Linked DNA regions of Hordeum vulgare: region 2 is linked to region 1. Evidence: chromatin contacts called from public HiChIP or PLAC-seq data. All regions are on one chromosome and are shown on one strand. The core of a region is the stretch at or near the end of the contact, and the rest is flanking DNA. Distances in the headings are between cores, read along the strand shown.

Region 1 (7,025 bases), core at 3,255-5,754:
TGAAAAACTGAATTAAATACTTTGATAACAAATGTGTGACCATGTATAGTCCTCAGGTTAGCGCTCCTCGTCTTCATTCTCTCGTGGTCTTCGATACCGAGCCTCTCCAACACATATCTTCTTGCATGGCAAGGAAGGAACATATCTCCATTCTCATCAAGCTTCATGCTGAAAAACCTATCGTCTCGGAGGTGAGGCGTGTCGCACATACCTCGACAGTCGCCGCAATATTCACACTCCCAATATTCATCGTCAGACATTTCCTGTTTTAATGTGGTAATTTAACTTATAATCCATGGAACATGTTTGTAAATGTGTAAACAACAACCGTGACACTATATCGAAAAATTGAACATCTATATATAAACAAAAACATGAATAATAAAAAGGGACCTATATTTGGTCGGAATGTTGATTCATTACCCTTTCCGGCAATTCCCAAGCACTCCATATGTCCTAGTTTCTAGCACTAGTCATGTCAAAATTTACGGAAATTTTGGGCATGACCTTTGCTAAATAGTGGACATATGGAGCGCGTGAAATTTGCCGGAATGGAAATGAATCAACATTCCGACAAAACATAGGCCACTCGGACATTCCGTCAAAACTTAGCACAATTTAGCAAGCAAAAGTGAGAAACTCACTACTATTTTATGCATTAACACCAACAAAAGGATGATATTTGTAGTCTTCATTAATTTATTAATTAATTAATTAGTTAATTAGTTGGTTAGTTAGCTCATTCATCATCTTTGTGTGAGTATTTCTATCCCTTGGATGAACAATGTCCAAAATGTCATGCAAGTGATGTAGGTTGGTGAAATATGTATGTGCCCTTTTTCCTCTCCAAAGTTTCAATAAGTTGTTTGAAACCATTGGTTGTCTAATTCAAACATAATGTGTCTACTTACATGAAATTTACAAACATGAATGATTTATTTCACATTCTTTACATAATATTCAAGTGTGAACCATAGGATTTTTTTCCTTCTTTCTAGTTAGCCCATTAAAGATCTTCAACAAACGTATCTTGATTTTCTCTAGATGACATCTTGAACCGATGGCCCTAAAATCAAAATGGTAGCAGCCTTGGGGTGCCTAGAGCGAGAGGGGAGGGGGGCGGCGGTGCCTGGAGGGGGTGGGGGGCTTACCGGAGCGGGATGGGGAGGGGGCTTACCAGAGCGGGAGGGGAAGGGGGCTTACCAGAGAGGGAGGGGAGGGGGGCGGTGGCGACGACGAGGGAGGCGACGACGACGACGACGACGACGACGAGGGAGGCGACAACGACGGCGGCGAGGGAGGCGGCTACGACTTGAGATCAAGGAGAGAGGGGGGCGGGGGAGTGGGGGAGAGTTAGGAAATTTTTAGGCACGGCGTGGGGTGTTAACTCAACATAGCAGTAGCGGTGGTTCCGGAGGAGCGCTACTGCTATTGTACTTAGCAGTAGCGCTTTTACCATGCCGGCGCTGCTGCTACAGCTACTGTCGGTTACCTCGTTGGGCCCCTTTTAACAGTAGCGCTGGATGCAACGCATCGCTACTGCTATGGACCTTAACAGTAGTGCTGGATTAGGAACGACGCTGCTATTATAGCTACTGCAGGTGGCCTCGTTGGTCACTGTTTATCAATAGCGCATAATATAAGGCCAGCGCTACTGCTAAGGACATTAGCAATAGCGATTTGTTTTTCGAGCGCTACTGCTAAGTAGCAGCAGCGCTTTCTACTTTCAAGCGCTACTAACAGGCTCCTACCTATAAGGTTTTTCCTAGTAGTGCTAACCCCACATAGAACTTGCACGTAGATCATGGGTTAGTACACAAAGCGTAATGGACAATGCTTACCATACCATGGAATCACATGATCCCTCTCGGTACATCTCGTACGCTTTGTTTGTTCATCATCTTAATTAACTCTTTGAATTAGTCTTTATCAACCTTGTAGCTTATCTTCTCTCTTCATAAATATGATGTCTTGAAGGTAAACATGAATGTTCAGACAATCTTCTTCTCGAAAACATGCTTGCAATAAGCTCAACTCTCAAATGAGCAATCTTTGGATAAAACCTAGAATACCACCTTGGTCACCATATAAACTCCTTGAAACCATCAGATAAACTTCAAGAAGTGTCTATGAACAAATCCTTCGAATATAACTCAAGACTACCATTAGTCCATATGGATTGCATCAATTAGCAAAACTATACATGGAGAAATATGCTGTAAGGGGCGCGTCCTGTTGGCTTAGCACCATTAGGTGCCCACTGTGTGGTATTTCTTTGCTTCAGTAATTATTAAATATTCCATAAAAATCATCATAAAATTTCACGTCATTTAAGGTCCAGATTTTTTTTAACTTTTTATATGGCTTACAAGTTTAGAATTTCAGTTTCACACAATTTCTCTCTTTGGACAGACCTTGCAAATTAAGAGAGAGAAAACATTAGAATTCTACCATAAAGTGGAATAATTACTAAGAACAATATAAATATCAATAAGACACCATGATGCAAAATGGACATATCACCAGTATTTTTATATATTCAGAAAATATTCTCCATAAAATTTCATATCAGTCCAAAAAGTTTTATTTCTGCACAAAAAAACAACACTATAAAAGTTATGTTGAAAACAACGTAAGTGTGAGTTAGTTTCATTCAAATCATGGAGATTAGAGTTGAAAATAAGAGCAAAAATGTGTGGAAAAGTGAACATATCTGGGAAGTATCACCGAACGAGTTCCTCCCTGGTCCCGACGGATTCTTTAAATGGTGATTACCAAGTTAGGACAAAAACCTAATTTTGTGGGAGTATGTATTCTTACTCACATTTGAATTCATGTTGACACATTCAGTACACTTGTCATTGTTCATCGTCTTCATCGTATATCATTTTTGCTTCTATTATTTTTCTCCCACGTGTTCGAGGAAAATCTTTGAAATATATATAAAAAACCGCTTACTTTTTATTTCGCTTCTTGTATGATTAGATTGTAGAATTGAAAAGAAAACCTGAAAGACTTCTCCTTTCTTCTTTTGTGTTTGTTGTGAGTTCTTCGATGTAAATATTTTCTCATTTTCCGTCCTTCTTCGTTCTTTCATTTTGTTCACAAAAACTAAAAACTTCAAAAATATTTCAGAATATTTCTCTGAACTCTTATTACTTGACAAAAATCTTTGAAAATAACAAAATGATTTCCTTATTTCTCTTTCATTTCTTCTTCGCTTTTCCTTTTTGCTCTTTTACTTTTTTCTACTTTCTTGAGTCTTGGGTTTCAAAAGGAGAAGACACCAAAAATAATTCCAAATGGCTCTTATAAGCTTCATTGCCAATCTAATGAAAGACCGAATATTTTCTTGTCTTCTCATGTTTACAAAGAGTGTGTAGATTTTAGCTTAGTCCACAACACACTTACACTATTTATATTCTTCACATCGTCCGGTCGTGTAACCGAGAGACAATAATGATGATGATTTGATGAAGTGGTCGTTGTGATATGAAATCTACCTGTTTTTGTAAATATGTTTACCATAGCGATCTTGATTTAGTGTATCATGGGTAAACATGTGTATGATGATGATTAGAATTCATAGTTGTGCATCCTATGCTTAAGTGGTAGAAGTGGATAATATGTTATCTTGCGTGTCAATATGTATTAAAATAATTATGATATACTCCCTCTGTATCTAAATATAAGTCTTTTAAGATTTTTTACTAGGTGTCTACATATGGAGCAAAATGAATAAATCTATACTCTAAAATATGTCTATATACATCCATATGTAATCCATTAGTTAAATCTTTAAAAAGACTTATATTTATGAACGGAGGGAGTACTATGTTAGAATGATATCTTTCTCTGAAAAAATTAAGTGGTGGCGTCGCACATGGATGCAGCCATCCGGGAGCGTGGCGTGGCGTGGACAGCGAGCTCACGAGGGAATAGCACTAGTGAGTGACGGCTTCATGGTGCTTGAATTCAATGGTCGGAGAGTTGTTGCAAGAGAGAAAGCAATTTGGATCGGGAGGGCACTGGGAGTTGTCCGGGGAGCTCGGTAATAGCCGCTCCGTCATTTTTCATTTTCTTTAATATTTGGATCGAGAGGGCGTATGAGTTTAATGCCGTCATTTTTCATTTTCTTTAAATTTTATTTTGTCCAAGCTAATGAAAACCGTGAGATAATAATTCTAGATAAATTAATTTCCGTAAGCACGGTCGTTATGCATTGTGCATCCCTGACACGAACATGAAACGGTGTCACAAAATTGAAAGAATTCACAGGCAAGGAAGCGCACAAACACCGCGCTTGCAGTCCAAAATATTCAAGCTCTCGCCACACCTCCCGCCAGTCCACCGCCCCGAGCTTCGCGCCACGTCATCAATCCGCGGCATGTCTCCCCCGGAACCCGATCTGAACCGTGCATTCCGTACGCATCGAACGGCAGGCACAGGCCTCCTCCCGCCTATCGTCCACCTTAAAAGCTCCGTCTCCCCTTCCTACAATAGGCACACCGATCGGCAATCCCCACCGCCCCTCCCACTTCCACATCTGCTCGCAGCTCGAAGAGGATCAGTCGTCAGCCATGTCCGGGCGCGGCAAGGGGGGCAAGGGGCTCGGCAAGGGCGGCGCCAAGCGCCACCGGAAGGTGCTGCGCGACAACATCCAGGGCATCACCAAGCCTGCCATCCGTCGCCTGGCGAGGAGGGGCGGCGTGAAGCGCATCTCCGGTCTCATCTACGAGGAGACCCGCGGCGTGCTCAAGATCTTCCTCGAGAACGTCATCCGCGACGCCGTCACCTACACCGAGCACGCCCGCCGCAAGACCGTCACCGCCATGGACGTCGTCTACGCGCTCAAGCGCCAGGGACGCACCCTCTACGGATTCGGCGGCTAGGCCCGCTGGTGGTCATCAGTCTTCCTGCAGACTCCGATTGCTTGATGAGGCCGCGACTTGTGTAGTTCTCTGTTTCCTCTGTACTTCGAACTGAATCGTGCAACAAAGATATTCGCTTCTGTCGTTGGAAATCAAACTTGTCTCTCCAAATATAGTGCTTGTGATTTTGTCTTGCTAGTTGGTCTGCTGCATCTCTGTTATGTACGATTGTTGGTTCTTCGTCGCTCCCTGCAGATTAGAAAAGATTGGTCAAACCTCGACTTGTTCAGTTCGCTATTCCCTCTGTGCTTGATGTGCTTTCATAGGAGCCTGCAAAAGTCTGAATTAGAAGATCTAAAAACAGTTGTGAGCAATAACCTGTGAATCCTTGAGTCCTAAAAAAGTGAACTCCAGTAAGCGATGAAAAATGAGAATAGCAATGGTGCATTGCATTCGAGCAAGTTAATTGTCGATTATCTTCAGTTCTCAGGAACGGTTCGGATGAAGGAAAAGTAATCCATCATTGGAGGACATGCTACAGCAATGCAGCAAGTATACCAAGTTGAATTCACATGCACAATGAATTGGCGACTTACCGTTTTCTGGGCTTGATATATGCCGTCCAGATATAAGAAGAAAAAGAAAAGAAGTCTGCCGGTTGTAGATAACTGAAGACAATCATTGTCATTTCGATAGACAAAATTCCACAGACACATCACAATATTTCAATACATTCTTTCTTTGATACCTACAGGTTTGGCCACCCTCCCACATGAATAATCTCAGGAACACCTATATGAAACCAAATATTTTGATACAAGGAGATGACTCGATAAAAAACTGAAGGCAAGACACACCCACAAGTGCAGAAATGCACAATAGAAAGGTCTTCTAATTATGAAAAATAATTAAATAAATACTAACAAAATTTGGCACTCTTGCTAAACTTATGCACAATTATAATGGTGGAGAAAGTTCTAAAAAAAACAACTATCAAGTATGGGCAACCGGATGACTGAAATTTAATAGGTGGAGAAAAGGAGTACCAAGTACTTTCGTATTGTGTTTACTCGATTCACGAATCTAGCGCAACCATGCTTTCCAAGGTGTACACACCTGACACCACAACAGCTCTGAACTTTAGATTGCTGTCATCAATCAAACAGAACACGAGAGTGCTCGGATGTGGATTGTAGTGCATTTAATCTTGAGGATTAGAACGTCGGTTTAGAGACCGGGTTTTAGGGATACTGAATTATTTTACCACCTGTATTTTAAAAAAGATGAAATATTGTATTTATAAGTCAAAAAGTTGACAGGTCCCCTCGACGCTATTGTCCATGCATGAATAAGGCCCTGGAGGAGGCTGCGCAGACAGATGCGGAAATGCAGCAGCTTCTTAGAGCCGCCGTCGAGGCGCACTTCCGGGCCATCGAGGCCGAAATACACTATTCAGAGCTTAAGATGTTAATTTTAGGCATTTTTTTACGTCCCGCCCACATCCCACTCTTGTTAGTTGTAATAATGGGTGGGGCCATGTTTTTTTTATTCGCCTGACTGGTTTTATGAATCTTGTACTCCCTCCGTTCCTAAATATAAGACCTTTTAAAGATTGCACTGTAAACTACATACAGATGTACATAGACATATTTTAAAGTCTAGATTCACTCATTTTGCTCGGTATGTAGTTTATAATGTAATCTCTAAAATCTCTAAAAGGTCTTATATTTAGGAAGCGGAGGAAGCAGAATATTGCTTTGGTTTTTGTAGGTTGGGCTTATCTGCACCCATACAGAATAGAAAAATCAAAACAAATACTAAAAATTCAAGAATTCTAATTATTTTTTGTATGGTAGATAATTTGATTCGTGAGGTCTGTTTTAGTTTTTGAATCATTTGAACATCTAAACGGATCTCGGCAGAAAAGACAAATTCGAAATCCCGAAAAAGTTTACTGTTCACGTACTGTTTTAACCTTATTTTGTCTCTTTTTTTTTCCTGAAAACTGTTCAGATGTTCAAATAATATAGAAATTAGCGCGGACCTCATGCATCAAATTATCTATCACCCTCAACAAATTTAGATTTTTCTGAATTTTTTTAGTATTCGTTTTAATTTTTTTCTAACCGGATGCAGATGAGTCTGGGCGCCGGA
Region 2 (7,025 bases), core at 2,287-4,786, 210 kb before region 1:
TTCAACAGAGGCAATACATATCAATTATGACTGTTGAAATTGCTAAGCTTTCAGCTCATGCAGAACTGGTATTTGAGGGATTTTAACGCCAGTATTGCTAAGACCGTTTCGAAGTGTAGCATTTCCCCGGGGTAATTTCTTCATATCACTGCATGCTTGCGTTCTGAACTCTCAAGGTGCAACATACGTGGTGATCTATTAACCTCTATGACAGTTGTTTGCCCCATGTAAGAAACATTTCAGGAGGGGAGGGGGTGCATATGCATCTTTTCACATCAAGGAATCATCATGATAGATTCTCAATAGATAAAAAACATGAGTTGAGATTAGGACATTCACAAACAATATTGTAAAATGTTGAACTTCACTAAATAACACAGCACAATACCTGAACCTTCTTATGCACTAATGTTTGGAAGACAGATTGTCAGTTCTTTTACTTTAAGAGAAATGTATGTAAATTTCAAATTCCACTATAAGATGTTAATAAACCATATACACTGATGAAGAGTACAAAAAAGTGAATCATCTGTGAGTATGAAATAAAGACTATCATGCTGAGATAACCTAGAAATACATACCTTCTGGACATCTGAATGTAGAGCTTCAACCGTTTTCTCTGTATCGTTGGCCAATGACCACACGCTGTAAATATCAGAGTTCATCTTTCTGGATTCTGCCGCCAGAATTCGAACCTATTATTGCCATACCCGGGAAATGAGCACCTCAAGAAAAGACTCTCAAAATCACACAGCATAGATACAGAAGAGCCTACAACTAAACTCACATCTTCGCCTGCATTTTTTGAAACTGTTTATCATGGAGACCAAAAAACTGTTTATCGTGGAGGTTGGTCCATTCTCGGACTATGAAGAGGATGCCAAGGCCGAGAAATGGGAGGTGATGATCATGTGCAGTGAGCATTGGCGGCACATACTCACACTGCTTGACTACGGCTTCACGCATAACTTCTAAAGTGTGTGGTGTCAGAGGCTAGCCACCACATCCGCTCTCGAACATGATAGCTGAGTCAATTACACAGGTGCTTGTCATGGTATCAACATCAACGATGACACATTCCTAGAAATGCTTTGCCCTACCACTCATCACCGTCAGATCTTAAAAATCAATGTCACCTCGTTTCTAGCATGGCACCTGGAAGTGGATTCGAGATGTCACCTTGTGGATCATGTCAAATCAAGACAAAAAACCCAGAGCACAAATGTTGGTACCATATCCATTGTTATGTGCAAAGGTTTCTAAACCGTGGTAATTTATGCAACTACCGTCAAATTAGACGGTAAAATACAACAATTACACAGTTTAATCTAAATATGTCGACACTAACACACAATATGTCAACAATTGAGCTACACCATTTAATCTACTGTAAAAAAAATATTGACCCAAACAAATCTTTCTAATGAGTGGCAACAACATTTCTATTGGTAAACCCAAATATTAGAGAGACAGGGAGGAGGGGGGGGGGGAGGAACCTCATTTTCGACTGAGTTGATAGTACTGCCAGAACTCCATAATGATTCCTACAAGATAGAATGGGACAAAAGTCAATGCATGATACTTCAGTTGTTACATTATTTTTAAGAAAACTGTGAAGTGTCCAATATAACATAACGAAGTTGTTTTAAGGTAACATGTACTGCACGATGTTGCTAGGCTCAAGATTTAAGCCAAGGTTTAAATCAACTTATTTCCCTGTCAAATAACAATGCAGTAATGATTTGCATAAATAAATATATGATATATGGGAAAATACATTCTATTACAGTGTATAGTTACACCTGGGTAGGAAAATGATTTTATACCCCTGATATCATTTTTAATATATGTTTAATTTTGTGGCTAAGTGCCATCATCCTAATCAGGTGACTTATTATTTTGCTCTACCAAGTTAGACATGATAATGCTCTGCTGCTACTTGTTACCCAATGGTCCCTAAATTAAGCATTGTAGGTGCTAGTATATGAGACCAATGACAGGTGGCTGCATGCATGCACAATACTGATTGGCAGAGTGCACTTTATATAGTTCGACTCTGGGATGTAAATGTCCAGTAAGAGTAAAACGAAAAGAGGACAGAAATTCATCTGTAGCACATATAAAGATTGTTTTCAGGTTGAAAAAAATGGTGCCAAAATAGTTCGAAAACGGAATCTTCCGCTAACACTGCTCTAGTTACAATCTTTACAATCCCCCGAACAACATAGCCCGAGGCCCGAACATGTGTATGTCAGACTCAGATTCCATGCTAGTTGAATTTGCAGTTGGAATCATGAATTTACCATGCAAGATAATATTTTATTTATGGCAAGTCTCACCACCACTATATCAGCTGGCATAGCTATTCTTTTCACCAGCATGGGCTCTGGTTTCAGCGAGGAGGTCAACCCAAACAGCACACTAAAATTTCACATCCGCCACTTCATTTATGGCGTACTCTATCACTATCTATCGCATTGTGTTCCCCTTAATTTGGCTGCAGTGAGTAAAACAGTGTGCTGAAGCGGCAGTTTTTTCGTAATTTCTTGATGTTATAAAAATTCATTAAATTAACACACGCACAAGCTCTACTTTGCTGTCACCTGATACGATGGATAATCAAATCATCCAAACGCTTTTATGTGTCTGAAACAAAGTTAAAGGATGGCAGAAGCTATCTGTCACCAAAGCATGGAAGTAATTTGTGCAACTGAAGAAGATGGCACTCTGAAGACTAAAAACTAAAGACCAACTACTGGGTGTTTGGAAATTGATACGTTGTTCTGTCGAGAACCCAATCACCAGACGCATATACCTTGATGTCTTCTTGTTCCTTGATCAGAGCCTGAATGTCCAGTCCCATCGCTTTCACAACCTCGACATATTCCTCTGAAGCATCACCTTTGTCATCCGGTGCTTTTGCATTGTTTTTCCAGAACGATTCTGCGAGCACAATTGAGGAATTTTCATGAGGAACCATCATCCTCTTGGGCATAGGCAGAAGAGTACATGTGTACCGAGAAACCCTAGTAATGTATTATTAACCTTAACAATTTCACTTTCACTTTACAGAAATATAGTAGTAGTATTAATCTTAACAATTTCACTTCCACTCTATTAATAACCTTAACAAAAAGAACCCAATCGGTTAATTTCTAACGTACCCAATCGGTTGAGCTGCAGCTGCAGCTGCTCGATCTCCAACCGAACCTCTCGGCCGACACCCTCCTCCCAAGCGGAACCAACGGAGGCGGCGCACTGTCCCGTGCGACCGCCGTCGTAGCGGGGTAGGGCGAAGAAGGTGGCGAGGAGCGCGGCCGCGATGGCGAGGGCGGCGCAGGATCGGCGGAGGTCGCCTGCGCTGCCGGAGGAGTTCTGGCGGGTGAAGAGGGAGAGCAGGCGGAGGGGGAGAAGGAAGGCGATGACGACGGCGAGGATCGCCGAGTCGACCCTCATGGCCATGGACGGAACAATCCCCTGCTGCGAGTGGGCTCTGGGCTCGAATTTGCAAGATGGGGGGGCTGAGGCGAGTTGTTATTGTCAAGACAATTCCTTAAGGCCTTGTTCCTTGCAACGGATTTGAAGGGGATTAAAATGGATTAGGGAGGATTAAACCGAACAAGCCCTGAAAGGATTGGAGGGGATTGAAGTGGAATTTGACTGATAGGGGATCTAATCCCTCTCAATCCCCTCCAAACCCCTTCAATTCTCAAACAACCGAACAAGGCCTAAAGCGTAAGGGGATTGGAATGGATTGGGGAGGATTAAACCGAACAAGCCCTAAAGGGTCTCATTTTGCAAATTGAAAGATGTAAAATAGGAAGTGTAAAAAAATTTACATCTTTAAAAAAATGTTTTTTACATCTTTAAAGAAATGTCAACTCCAACAGAATGGAGATGTAAAAATGCAACTTCAGCAAACTCAAGATGTAAAAAGTTGTTGATAGTCGCGCGACTGCTGTTCAGCCGGCTGCGGGTTAGACGAAATCGGTGGGTTGTGGGTTGTGCAACCGTTCGGCGGCGGAGAGTGCGGGCGCCGGCGCCGGCTTAGCGCAGTAGATGGCTGCAGCTCGGCACAGAAGAAGGCGGGAGCTCGGCGATGCACGGCCGGAAGAACGACTGAGGTGGGCGGCCGTCGAGCGGATGACATGGCGCACCTCCTCTACCTCCGGCGGGGGGGAGGCTTGGCTAGGAAGAAGCCTAGCCCATCCACGACCTTGCCATGGAAGGCATTACGTCGGCCGGACCGACGGACAAGCTTCGATTCGAAACGGCGACCGAAAAGTGTCGCGGTTTTGTCACGGCATATGTCCTCATACAAGAACTTAGGTGTGGAACCACCGCACTTGTGTGGCGGCTTGAGAGGGGTTGGTCGAAATCGAGAGACGCGATTTTACCGAGGTTTGGTCCCTTCGATGGAGGTAAAAGCCTACGTCATACTTGTGTTTCATTAATGAAGATGATGATCTCGATCACAAGGGTGCAGAATCTCTACCTCTAATCTTTCGGGTGTCTAATTTGTCTATCTCTAATGACTTAAACTTGTCATGACTCAACCTAACTTGTCCCTCTTGGGGCACCTTACCCCTTCTTATATAGGTGGAATGGGTAGGTTTTACATGTAGAGTCCTACTAGGAGTAAAACTAGGACTAGTCTCTCTTGAATCCTAATTCGGGTCTTGTTTTCTTCTCGTGGGAGTCTTTCCTCTTCTTGGACCTTCTCTTGTGAGTCGGTCCTCTTGGCCTCTCTATGAGTCGCCTTATGTCGGGGTGTACGTCGGGCTTTGGGCCTTTGTCGTTTTATCTGAGTCGCCTGCGAGGTCATTGTATGAGTCGCCAATGAGTCTCCAAGTCCCAGTCGGGTCATACTTCAAGTCGGGTTACACCGTGGGGTATATCCCTGACATTAGCCCCTAGGTTAGCTTGAATTTATTCATAGTAAGCTCTTGAAATAAGAATAACAAATACAAGGGCAGACCTACGTTATAAGCTATGGGGCAGCTCCCCACTTGATTTTTTGCATCGGTTTATAGTGCTACCATACGATCCATTAATGCCCCCACTAAGCGTGATGACCTGCCCCCACTAAGCCTAATTAGTTGGATATTTTTAGAAGCCCATCGTAACAAAAACAGCCGGCCACAACCTGTAGCGTAACTCTGAACCCTGCCTAGTAGCAGCCCCGCACGTACAGTCCAACACTATCTACGAAAATACACGGAAGCAGTCGCCTCGATCTCAAACCGTCGCGTATTCACCGGCTCATTGCGGCGATGCCCGCAATCGTGCATCGTCGACACTCTCCATCATCCGTCCCTTGCTGCTCCTATTCCTGGCCGGCGAGGTTGCAACGGCACACCGACACTTAGGCGTCACGGCGCCGGCGCTGACGACTTTGATCTCATCTCTTCAGTCCTGCAATTTCCTAATTTCAGTTGACACCAAGGTAAACCTCTAGAACCTTTTTATGCAAACTTTTTGTGTGTTTGCTTCTATGTTAAAAACCATCTTAGTCTTGTTAATGTATGTATAATTTAACAGTTTGTGTGATTAGATCAGTTCAAAGATTTTTCCTATTGACACTTGAATTTTTGGCACTTAATGTTACAGGACAACTAATGGAGAGTTTTTTCAAGAAATCAACAACTTCCTCGATGCCCGAACTAGTTGATTTGGAGAAGCTTCCTAGGAATCCATCTAAAAGGAAGGGATTATAGATTACAATCAGAATCAGCATCAGGATATATGAAGGAAATACTTGATGTGGGGGGCCCATCGACCTCGTCCGAAAAGTTTTAAGCCAAGGGTGATTGGGAAGATCAATAGGTATTTCAATCCTGATTGGTATGAGGAGTATGGTGGTAATTGGCTAGAGTATAGTGAGGCAGAGGACAATGCATATTGCTTGTGTTGCTATTTATTCAGGGACAACGTCAAGCCAGTGGGATTCTTAAATAATTTCAATCATTTGATTCTATATTCTATCTACACATGATGATGATTATATTTTCTTTAACAAATGGGCTATCTAAAACCTTTCAGAGAAAGGATATGAATATTGTAAATGCCATATCAGATGTGGAATCTACTAAGAGAGAGCTACAAAGGCTTAGATCCGAGCATGGTTGGAATGATCTTCTAGACAAGGTACGTTCTTTTTGTAAAAAGAATGACATCTTAGTGATGGATTTGGAGAATGATTATGTGAATCCAAAGAAGACAAGGCAAAGGACCGGCATTAACAATGAGCATCATTATCAGATCGATTGTTCTTTGTTGTCATAGATATGTTGGTAGAAGGGTTAAATATCAAATTCAATGTTATCAATTCCAAGTTACTTTGTTGTATGTCAGCTTTGAGTCCAAGTGATCAGTTTGGCCACCATAATGTTGAGAAGTTGATGAAACTGGCTCAGTTTTATCCTGATGACTTCAGTGATTTGGGAGGTCTTGAGAATGAACTTGATCTCTATTTGGATAATGTAACCCATGATACAAGGTTTGCTAGCTTGGGTAATATTGCTGATCTGGCTGAACTGATGGTGACTACAAAGAAACATCTTTCTTATCCTGCAGTGTACCGACTTATAAAGCTAGCACTGACTTTGCCTATTGCCACTTCAACCGTTGAGAGGTGCTTCTCAGCTTGAAGATTGTGAAGAATGCTCTACGTAACAAAATCAGTGATGATTTCATGAACCATAGCCTTATTTGCTTTGTAGAAAAAGAATTGTTGAACAAAATTCCAAATGAAGTGATAGTTAAATGTTTTCATGTGGTGAAAGAACGTCGTGGGATGAAACGAAAGGTAATGCTCTTCCTAAATCTCTTGCCTTCTTCAACATTTGCACTTCCCTAAATTTTGATCATGTTTTTCTTTGTTGTTGCGGGTTGTAGATTAAAGTGCAAGAACAATTTGTTAGTGTGCTCTTTTTGCAGTATCATAACAAGATGCCCTTATATGGATATATTCAGTTTTATCTCAAATGGTTAGTTTCCTTTCATCTTTCACTGAACTTGGTTAC

The links. HiChIP or PLAC-seq counts read pairs in DNA pulled down with a chosen protein or histone mark.
Region 2: an H3K4me3 HiChIP or PLAC-seq map of embryo shows a contact between it and region 1, with 8 times the contacts expected there. The contact joins the promoter of LOC123445106 here to the promoter of LOC123400672 in region 1. A contact is called at or near these places in 3 of 6 Hi-C or Micro-C datasets (leaf and seedling) and 1 of 1 datasets of contacts at active chromatin or transcription factors (embryo).

Annotation. Positions count from the first base shown.
Region 1 is chr1H:458,585,175-458,592,199 of MorexV3_pseudomolecules_assembly, reverse strand. LOC123400672 reads left to right here and starts at 4,504. Exons shown (of 2, transcript XM_045094661.1): 1 at 4,504-4,887. The coding sequence starts at 4,581.
Region 2 is chr1H:458,793,688-458,800,712 of MorexV3_pseudomolecules_assembly, reverse strand. It overlaps LOC123445106, which reads right to left and starts at 3,536. Exons shown (of 7, transcript XM_045122043.1): 1 at 3,165-3,536; 2 at 2,816-2,943; 3 at 1,497-1,544; 4 at 582-695. The coding sequence starts at 3,462.